2 separate regions of the Macaca mulatta genome follow, and region 1 is linked to region 2. Evidence: chromatin contacts called from public Hi-C data. All regions are on one chromosome and are shown on one strand. Each heading gives the region's core, a stretch centred on a gene start, on an enhancer-like site or on the middle of the called end of the contact. The rest is flanking DNA. Distances are from core to core; before and after follow the strand shown.

Region 1 (5,397 bases), core at 319-2,818, 410 kb before region 2:
AAAAAAGATTAATCCTGCTGTGATATTATTGGTTACAAATGCTGTAGGTAGAGATGCTAGGAGGAAAGGATTGTATCTGTCCAGGTGAGAGCTTCTGAAATGTATTTCTAAGTCTGTTTCACTTAAAAAGGATATACTTTATATGTCTGTCATAAATCCCATACTAAAAAGTATTCAAAGGAAGTTGTTACAGAATGAAAGACATGAAGACCTGAACTTTGGGAAGCTTTAGCAACAGAAAGTTTGGCAGGGATATTAGATTATCTCTAATTTGCCATCCCCTCCCTTCCATGCCCACACTCTCCTCATGGTAGTGATATCCATATTTTACAATAAAATATTTGGAAATTTATTCATCCTGCTTCTTCCCTGAGATGGTGAATGGACGGCCTGTAGAGCTGGGCTGCAATATCACAACTCATCACTAGGTGTCACCCTCTCACCAATGACTTATTTCACTCAGTTTCTGGGGTTTATTTTTAAATTATATAAATGTTTTATTTTTATTCCATCTATATTTTGAGTTCTCACTCCATAATTATAAATAATTTTTTGAGTCACATGAAATCAAAGCAAAAATTTTCTAAATCTGGTTACAGTAACAGTCACATTTTGTTTAGAATTCTCTTTTAGTGATATTTTTATACAATTGATAACCTGCTTAATTTTAACTACAGTAGTATTACACTATTTATTTTGATAATATTTTAATAGTCGGTGGAGATATAAACAAGTCATGGCATCAGAATATATCTGGTTTGTGTACTTTGTTTTCAGCCCTTGTATGGATGAAACCGATCTCTCTTTTTTTTTTTTTTTTGAAAAAATCTGCAGACACTGCCATGTACCTGAGTTTAAGATCTTGTATATAGACCTGTTTTTTAAAAATTTAAAAAAATGTGGGTAGGAATTTGTTTAGCATGTATTGTATTTCATTATCAATTTTAGAGATATTTTTACATTTGGGCAAAACATTAGCAGTAAAATGATAAGAAGGCAAGGGTAAATATTTTTATACATATATAATGGTTCAATATTTATAAATCCAATGGCGTTACTTAAAACCCAGATGTATCTAATATTTCATAGTTATACATATTTTTTGATTAATCCCTGCAAATAAAATGAGTATATGAGGTTTAGAATGTATAGTACCCCCTGTGGCTCATGTTCAGGAATATCTGGCTCATGTTTGTCAATTGGTTATATTCTATGTAGTATCTGAAATATATTATTCCCACATCTTCCCAATTTGAAAACTCATTTGAAATGGCAGAGATACTATTAGATAGCCTTATTCATTTGAAAAATTGAGTATTTGAAATTTGCTTTCTCTGTTGCTTGCTTAGAAGCATCTGTGTTATATATGCCTTCTATTCTGTTATAATCTTGTGTGCTGTGTGACTGGTTTTAATGAACTGTTTCTACCAGTAGGGAAATGGTCCCTGTTTTATTTGCTGCTATGAAAGTCCCAAAACATGTGACAGTACATGTGAACACTCCGTGCAGATTAAAGCTGCGGGGCATGATTGGAGGAGACACAGACTGCCAAGCCACTGAGGCAGCTCTGCCAACAACAGCATGTGATTATGTAACGCCTGCAGTGTCTGGCACTGTGCTCCACTGGAGACACGTCACGTGTTGTGCAATACTCTTGGCCCTGAAATTCAATTAGATTGCTTTGAACGATCCGTGAGTCTGCATGAGATAAGCTTTTACTGCTCTACACTAGAAAGCAAATGGGTTGATTAGCTGCACATAAATTGATAAATTGCCATTGTAATTCCAGCAAGGATATTTGCATTATGTATACATCATCATGCCCCTGAAGAACTGAGTTTAAGCATTATATAACCTGGATAAATAATGTGGGGGTGGGCGAGTACCAACCTTCACAAGTAGAGAAAAATGTTTTCTTACAGACAGCAGTAGGCTTTTTTAAAAATAGATTTTGCCATTGTTTTTGAGAATCTGCTTAAAAGGCTGCTAGTATTTTATTTGTCAATGCAATTATCTATGAGTGAGATTAAAGAAATTGATACAGTGATAATTTGGTGGGGGGAAGGAAGATTAGTGAGAAAAAGTGTTAAATTGTGAGTTCAATTAAATTAAAACTAAATTGTGAGCTAAAATGGTCTTTTAATATTGAGCAAATTAACTTTTTGTGAGATTATAGCTGATCAATTTAAGGAACCATCAGAAATTAACCCTATATTGTTTGGTTGAGGCTTCTAGATACATTTTTACAAAAAGATTTGGGATAAAAGAAGAAAGGTAATAGAAGTTGAGAAATCGGGGCTTGGGAAAGAAGTTGAGGATTATTATCATACTAGAGGCTTAAGAGCCTCTGGGAAACAACCAAAATCAATGATATGAGCTTGGCTATCCACCTCCCTCTACCTCTGTTTTGCTCCAAATGGGATTTCGTTTTTTAACCAAAAGCCCTGGCGAGATGCTCATTAGAATTGTTCAGACGCTGAGCTGAAACCAAAGGCATCGAAATGTTATGCAGAATGCTTCCATTTTGTTATATCAACAGGGATTAGGTGTACAATTCTTTTGTGATTTTAGGTAAAACAGTCTTGAACTGTAGCAAAACCGGTGTTGTTGGGGTTTTATTTTCGCTGTGAAAGAATGGCTTTTTTTCTTCTATTCTTTGAAAATCTTCTCAAGAATTTGCTTAAGGTAAATTCTTATATCCTGATTTTAATGTGAGTAGATTATTTTCTAATATGTACTAAAACCCAGAATTTAACAATTTTTCAATTTAATAGATTATCTAAATGACGTGTGAGATTTAACTTGCACAGGTACTTTCCCATTCAGTTAATTTCCGCAACTATCTGCCCTAGGTATTATTCCATTTAACCAAAGGGAAAACGGATGCATCAAGAAGCATAATGAACTGCTTGGGGTCACACTGCTCAGAGGTGACTGAATAGGGGTTGCAAAGCAGATCTTAGATGTTTTTTTCCACTATCATAATGGTCCCCAAATACTGACCCACAAACTGGGACAAGTAGGGCCATATTTTGAGGAAATCCTGATTTATTATGTCTAATAAATAAGCCTGGGGATATATAGTTTTAAAATAACTTCCCAGGTGATTGTGATATAAGATCAGGATTGGTGGCTACCTCATGTCTAATAGTCTAAGCTACAGAGATAGCATTAGAACATCTCTATGCTGTATTTCTGATGTGTGTGTGTATAAACAGGATGAACACTGTATAATATCTAAAAAAACTTCAGGTAATTAAATTAAATCACTATTGTACAGGTTGGTTAACTGAAGTTTTGAGTATTTATACTATATAGCATTCATCCTGTTTATTCAAATCAAATTGTAAAAACATAGTTTATTCTTTTTGGTTCTTAGTAAAACTTTAATAGAAAATATATCTTGCTAGAATAGACATAAAATATTCTGTGTCTGACACTGTAGTATTTTATAATAGTCAAAAGAATATAGTGGGAAATGTAATTCAGTAAATGGCATCTGCTATAAAAAGGCTAGCCTCCAGGTCTTAAATTGATGCTAGCTGGAGTAACTTTGTTAATGAGTGAATTCAGAGTTGGTTTAATGAGTTGGTGATAGAGGGATAACTCATTATCATCAGGGAATGTAACTCGCTGCTGTATCTTTGCAAAATAATAAAAAGGGACTAGCTAATCCCTTACCCTGACATAATTGAGTCTGGCTTTGTTGTTGTTGTTGTTTCCTTTCCTATCTGCATCTATTAAAGATGAGATATGATCCATCACTGTTGGGGATGGGACTCCCTGAGCATCTCTCCTTTCTTCATTCCTCCCTCCCACTCTTTTTACAAAGATCGTCTTGTTTGTACCACAAATATTTGTTTTAAAGGAAAGTGTTTGAAAAGGCCAAATTAAGTCTGTGAACCTACATGCTTCATGACCAAAGCATTCTGGCTCAAGCTTTGGAAAGACTCCAGAGGGGCCCCTGACTGCATATAATGAATCTGAAAAATGTTGACAGTTAATAACAGGGTACACGCAACTTTGCAGAACATGTATTTTCTAGAAACGCATTCTTAATGGTTCAGCTGTCATAGTGCATTACCAAGTATATGATTGACAGCTATTAAGGTATTTTTATCTTAAATTTTAGTATTTATATTACATAATTAATAGAAATTATTTTTCATGCTTTACACTTACAAAAATAAATAATAATAAAGTATCATGGTTTTCTGAAACTCAGTTAAGAGTGTGTAAACTTTTCTTTACAAATGAACTAAATATTAATGACAGTTTTATATAACTATTGAAAATACACCACCTCCCCAAAATATCTTCAGGTAATAAAATAAATCAGCATTATACATGTTGGTTAACTGGAGTTTCTATTTGTGTATTTATACCATAGAAAGGAAGCTACTTAGGGGCAAAATCTGTCTTTAATGTACTTTCTTTCACAATGACTCATATTGCTACTTCAATGTGATGTTTGGTTCAAGAAATAATTTATCCAGATGCTCTAAAAAAGAACACCTTATATTCCTTACATAAACTAATTCTACTTGATACCTGACTTGTTCTGCTACAATTTTTCAAAGTTATATCAGCTTATAGAAGATCCACACCCCATAAATATCTAATCAATCAAATTCATATATAGATATAGTATGTGCTTAAAAAATAAAGAGAAAGCTTTGCTTGGTTGGTCTATCAATCAGGTTTGAATCAGGAGACAAAAATCCACAAATTATTTTAACAAAAAATTTAATATGAAGAATTGATAGCTAGGAATGAAGAAATGAAAGATGAAAAGAAAATACTAACGTGACACAAAGATAGCCATTTCATGAAGCAGATCTCACCCCTACATCAGGAGCAAAGAGAAGCAACTTAAAACTTGGATGAGAGGTCCCATGTGGCTGGAACTCAGACTTTGGGGACCACTGGCAAAGGCCAGGAGCAGCTATTTCTGAGGGAAAGGCATGCTGGAAAAACTACAGACTGCGTTACTTGTGGCTTTGAGCAGGAACCACCCTTGCCAGAATAAAGTGTGTTTGGAATGACACTCACAAAATAAGAAGCAAAAACAGGAAGTCAACAGGAAGCCCATAGGAAGCAGAGAAGAGGAACAAGTCTCTTCTTCCTTCCTGGAGTCTCTTCTTCCTCCCAGGTTGCATGCAATCTCCCTCTCATACTTCCTGCTGGCAAAGTCTATCCTAGATCTAGCCAGCAAAGCAGAAATGTGATCTATAAAATTTCAGCCCCAAATCACAAGGGCCAGTTTGGAGCTGAGAGGCAATAGCTCAGTAACTGGTATGTTTCTCTGACAATGTTAAGAAAACTATCTCAATTAAAAGTTATTTTACATTTAATTTTTGAATAGGTAATATACTGCATAGTACCAAAATGTAACAA
Region 2 (5,307 bases), core at 415-2,914:
AACTTTAAAAAGTGCCACTTAAAATAAGCTGCAGTGCAGTTTAATTGGCTATATATGACTTGAGGTCTGAGCAAGGATTTCCTAACTTGCCAGTCTCTTTAGAATTTGACTGCTATCCTGGCTCTCACCAAAATCGCCTCCTGAGGATTTGAACCATGGGCTGGGACTAGGGAGTCATGATATTTCCTGCTGCAAAGTGAGACATGATAGTATTCAGAGCATGATCATATCTCATGTGGTAGGGGAAAAAACAGCAGTACCTCATGAGCAGCTCTGTGTCTCACCTCCTCCATCTATCTGTTTTACAAAAGAAACTAATGGTGACTTCTTTCCCTTCGAGTAAGGGAGTGAGAGAGACAGAGCAGCTCTAGAGGGAAACACGGCATCCTAAGGCCTGACTTTCAAAAACCTTTGGGAGGAAACTGAGGCAAAGAACTAGTCCAAGGTCACATAGCTCAGTAACAGAACCAGGATTTTTGGTTCTGAGTCTAGTGCTCTTTATACTTTTATACCAAGTTTTAGTAATGGGGAGGGACAGGCTGAGGTTTTCTCACGGAATGAGTTGAGCTAGTCCGTGTGCGATCCTCAGAGGCAGAGTATACTTGACGGTGAAGAAGGAAAGATGATCAGCATAATAACCTTGCTAAATTATGGCATAGAGTATGCAATCATTTTGAGAGAGATGAAATTCTAGGGAAATAATTTTCAAAGTCTCCTACAAACAACCATACTATTCCATCGTCCACTCACTTCGGAGACATCCAGAAATGTGCCTTTCCTAGTTAGGAAGTCTCCACATTATCTGGTGGGCTTTCTACCTCTCTATACCTGTGTGGTCCCGTTGTGCCCTAGAGGTTCTCTATAACAGAAGGGATCACGACCAAAATAACCTATGAAGCTGGTCAGAGAGAACCTCTAGAATCCAGCAAGCTGGAGACAGGGCCATGTGCTACAGTTTTTATATGGAGTATTTTTAGGGCACTGTGAACTTTAGCTAAGGTTTCAATTTTGGAGCCTTTTCCATATGGGTGTGCACACAGAGTATTATGTGCTTCACAACAGAGATATTGAATATCTGCCAGATAGTTTAATACATGTTGCTTCCATATGCGGCCTTGCGGCTTCCTCACTGTGATTCGAAAATTAGCTGTAACAGGGGGGACTTCAGTCTGGACCCAACTCCTGCCGACCTGTAACTCAGAGCAACCAGAAAAACTCTTATAACATAGTATTATAAAGACACAGGATTCTAAGACACCTTAAGCAGGACTTAGTTTTCAAATATATATTACCTTGAACAAGGCTCATCTATCTGCATAGCCATATCGTGGCTGTGTAAACCGCGTATGACCAGAGAGGCACCTGACTGCATGCACCCCCGAAGGTCTCTGCAGACCCAAGTGGGTGCGATAATGGATTGATTTCTAAGCTGTGCCTGTTAAGATCCTCAAGCAAACCAACCCTTGCTCCTTGAATCAACGTTTGAGCGCTGCATGGGGGGCTGGGGGGAAAGGAAGGAGGGGGGAATAATGTCATCAGCCTTGAGCTCTTCAAGGAGCTCTAGGATTGGAGAGAGAGGAGAAGCATTCTTAGGTTGCCTAGCGATAAAGCTGCAGATGATATCATTCTCCCCGAGGCCGGCCTCCCCGCCCGGTTTTCCTTCCTCCCTTCCCCGCTCCAGTCTCCCACGCCTGGGTTCAAAGTACAGCCGCGCGGGGTTAGGGAACCGGGGCCGGACGCGGCGCTGTCACGTGCGTCCGCACATGTCTGGGCGCACGCTGAGCAGCACGTGAGAGGGGGCGGGGAGGGGCGGGACCTGCTCGCAGCCCTGGCGCGTGCGCGCTGCCCCTCTGCGTCCGTACTTCTCCAGACGCTGGCCCCGGGACGGTGGCTGGCGGCGGGTTGGGGGACCGCGGGGACCGTCGGGCCGAGGGCGGAGCCGGGGCGGCCGGGCCCGGGCGCGCTCTCCCGACAGCCGCACCACACCCTTCCCGGCTGCGTCTCCGCAGGCCAGCCCTGGGTAGTCATCCCTCCCGAATTAAAGCTGGCTCTGACTCAGGACTCCTCGAACCATTCTGACACAGCAGTTTCCAAGGGGCCCTCCTGGGCGCGGGTTACGCGAAGGTCGACACCCGCCTCAAAAGGGCCTTGGGGCGGGAACTCCGGTCTAGGGCGGGCCGCGGCCGGGCGGGACCCCAGCAGTCCCTGGGCCAGGACTTGCGGGGAAAACCCCGGGCGGTGGGTGGGGGTGGGGAGAAAGTCCTAGAGCAGAGTTCTGGGCAAACGAGGTGTCGCAGTACCGGTTCTCGGAGGCATTACATCTTTTCACTGGTCTCACATGGAGTTTTGCAAATTGAATTCCCACTAATTAAGCACTAGGCCATTTAATCGTGATGAAATACAATACACTGTGACTTTCCGTTCAAGGCGTAAAGTAAGAGAAGTGATTTTATGGCACTAACGGATTTTGCATGGTGCAGTAAAACGAGGGAAACTAACGTAGCCAGGGGCCGGGGGATGGATTTGTTTTTTGTTTTCTTGTTTGTTTTTTAAGTTACCGTCTAGAAAGTTACTTACAAACCCCTTTTGGGCAAATTGATCATCTAACACTTTCACTCTTAGAAGTAACCACGTCGATTTTGTAACACTTTCTGAAACATGCCTGTTTATAAACAGTCTAAAATGAACAATTAGTTTGGAGAAATTTGGAGTTCATAGTTTCTTTTAGATAACTGAATATACCCAAGGGTGTTGCAAAAGTAGGGAAGTACCACCACCCTCTGCAAATACGGCTTTGGTCATGTGATGGAAAAAGATCTCAGACGTTGCCAGAAATATCTGGACAGGTCAGGTGCCAGTATTTGCTAAGACATTACAGAATGGTTGTAATCTCTCCAGTCTAAATGGCACAGTGAGTGCCACCCTGGAGACAGGCTGCTGGAAGCTAACAGACATTAACAAAACACAAGGCATCCTTTGTTTGTTGTTTGCCTGTTAATGATATGTATGCATAATGTCCTATAGGTTGAGTTTCAATTGCACTTCCTCCCCCCCCCGGCCCCCCACCACGTTAGATTGTTTTCACGAGACAATTTAGTCATTAATATTCTGAAAGGTTGAAAAAGCAAAGATAAACTTCAAACATTCACTCAAATATATATTGAGCTTCTACTATGTGCCAGGCGTTGGAAATACACCAGCGACCATACAGACAAGGTTATAACCCCTCATGATGTTTACGACTCCTAGCAAAGTCTCAAAGCTTCCCAGGCATTTGCCAACACAATGATTATTTATAACAATTAGTCATCCTCTTCCTCAGCACGAATTTTTTTCGGTTGACCCTTAGGAAGAATGTCAGGTGAAAGGGCTGGATCTCAATTCCTACTCACTGTCTCCTTTTTCTTCTCTCCTTTCCTCACGCTTTTCATGCTAGCCTCCCTGCTGGTCTTCCAGCAGGACAGGCTTGATTCTTTACCAGAATATTTGCATTTTTTTCCTTCTTCTGCCTGCCAGACTGAGTCCCCAGATATCTGGAAAGCCAATTCCATCACCTCCTCTCCCCCACCTTTTGTAAGTCTTTTTTCAAATACCGTTCTTTAGAAAGGCCTTCCCCGAGCAGCCCATAGGCAATATATAAAAATAGTTCCTCCCCACCAACAACATTCTTTTATTTTTACTTTTTTGTTTTTCTTCATAGCAGATATCACCTCTGTCATAGTGTATGTACAACAGTGTTCTGTGTGTGTATAAACACTCATAATCTGTTTATGACTTGTCCGCCTCAATAGGATAAGCAGGGACTTGGATTGGTTCGTTGCTTTGTGCAATGCAAGAATGGTGTCTGGCAATAAATAAGTAAATAAATATGGCCTTTTGTAAATAAATATGTATTGACTCTCAATAAATATATTCTGGATGGATGAATGAACATTTCTAGCAACTAGTTCAGTTTGATCACCTCCAAAGATAACAGCGCACAACTTCTCAAAGCATCGCATTGTGTGTTACGAATCCATTTCCTCCACTCTTACTGAACACTTGCTATGTCCCAGGCACTGTGTGACCCAAAGAATAAACTACATAGAGAAATCAGCAAGTGGGAAGGAGGCAAAGTTAGTGAACACCTTACACCTGCAAATGGGAAAAGATTCAGCCTGATTTGGAAGCTTATGGGAAACAGTGATGAAGCATTAATAGAGTTAATTCAATTTCACCTTAGTCCAAATTATGGCAAGTTACCTGTCTAAAAAATTGCTCATCTAGTGAGGTTCCTTCTGTAAAATTGAAAATTAAAGGAGATTTTGATCATTTGATCCCTTTAGTCAGCAAGAATAGCTGTAAGGGCCCTGTAGAAGAACTGAGTTTCAAAACTTGCAAAATAGGTTGTATCTCACCTCTTAGATGGCCCCAACCCCTGTGTGGAAACAGATCCTCAGAATGTGACCCATAATGGAATGTACAACACATGTGACTAAGGCTTGACAGTCTCAGCTACTTCAGCTCTAGGCTGGCTCTACCATGTGTGGTCATCTTTGTCCCTTTATCAATGAGTTTCTTCAACGCAAGTCTCAGTATTTATTTGTGTAATCTCAGCACCTAGCACAATGCCTGGCACACAGTAAGTATTCAATAAATGGCTATTGAAATTCAAACTCGCCTTTCCATTCCCACAGTGACTGTTCTAGTTCAAACCCTTATCAACTCTCACCTGGACTGTTGCAAGAGACTACTTAATGGCCTTTGTCCAATCTCCCTTTCCCCAAGCATTGACCACACAGCCAGCACAATTAACTTTCTTTCCCCCCCCCCCCCAAAATGGAGTCTTGCTCAGTCCCACAGAGCTGGAGTGCAGTGGCGTGATCTTGGCTCACTGCAACCTCTGCCTCCGGGTTCAAGCAATTCTCCTGCCTCAGCCTCCCGAGTAGCTGGGATTACAGGCACCGCCACCATGCCCAGCTAAATTTTGTATTTTTATCACAGACGGGGTTTCACCATATTGGCCACACTGGTCTCGAACTCCTGATCTTGTGATCTGCTCGCCTTGGCCTCCCAAAGTGCTGGGATTACAGATGTGAGCCACTGCGCCCAGTCAATTAACTTTCTAAACACAAAGTATACCAAAGCATAGTCAGAACTCCCTTCATAGTCATGAAGACTGTGAAGGCTTAAACCCTCCCTTCTGGTTTCACTCTCTTCCATTTCCTCCCTTGTCCTGTTTCCCCTGACCGAACAATGGGCATCTAATGGCCTAGTTGCACCAAACTACTGCAGGTTCCCTGAATATGCTTTGCACTCTCAAATGTT

What was found. A called contact is a pair of places that touch in the nucleus more often than the background predicts.
Region 1: a contact with region 2 is called in a Hi-C map of fetal cortex germinal zone, with 4 times the contacts expected there. The contact joins two enhancer-like sites. A contact is called at or near these places in 2 of 14 Hi-C or Micro-C datasets (fetal cortex germinal zone and fibroblasts).

Annotation. Positions count from the first base shown.
Region 1 is chr11:28,869,167-28,874,563 of T2T-MMU8v2.0, reverse strand. The region is part of intron 37 of ITPR2 (inositol 1,4,5-trisphosphate receptor type 2); the gene reads left to right. Among named protein-coding and RNA genes, the nearest start is that of ITPR2, 310 kb to the left of the region's middle. Within about 2 kb of position 1,568, at least 18 of the 40 cell types and tissues checked have an H3K27ac peak or open chromatin away from gene starts, as enhancers often do. A contact at or near this core is called in fetal cortex germinal zone, where this site is marked.
Region 2 is chr11:28,458,913-28,464,219 of T2T-MMU8v2.0, reverse strand. No RefSeq gene overlaps it. Among named protein-coding and RNA genes, the nearest start is that of BHLHE41, 11 kb to the left of the region's middle. Within about 2 kb of position 1,664, at least 39 of the 40 cell types and tissues checked have an H3K27ac peak or open chromatin away from gene starts, as enhancers often do. A contact at or near this core is called in fetal cortex germinal zone, where this site is marked.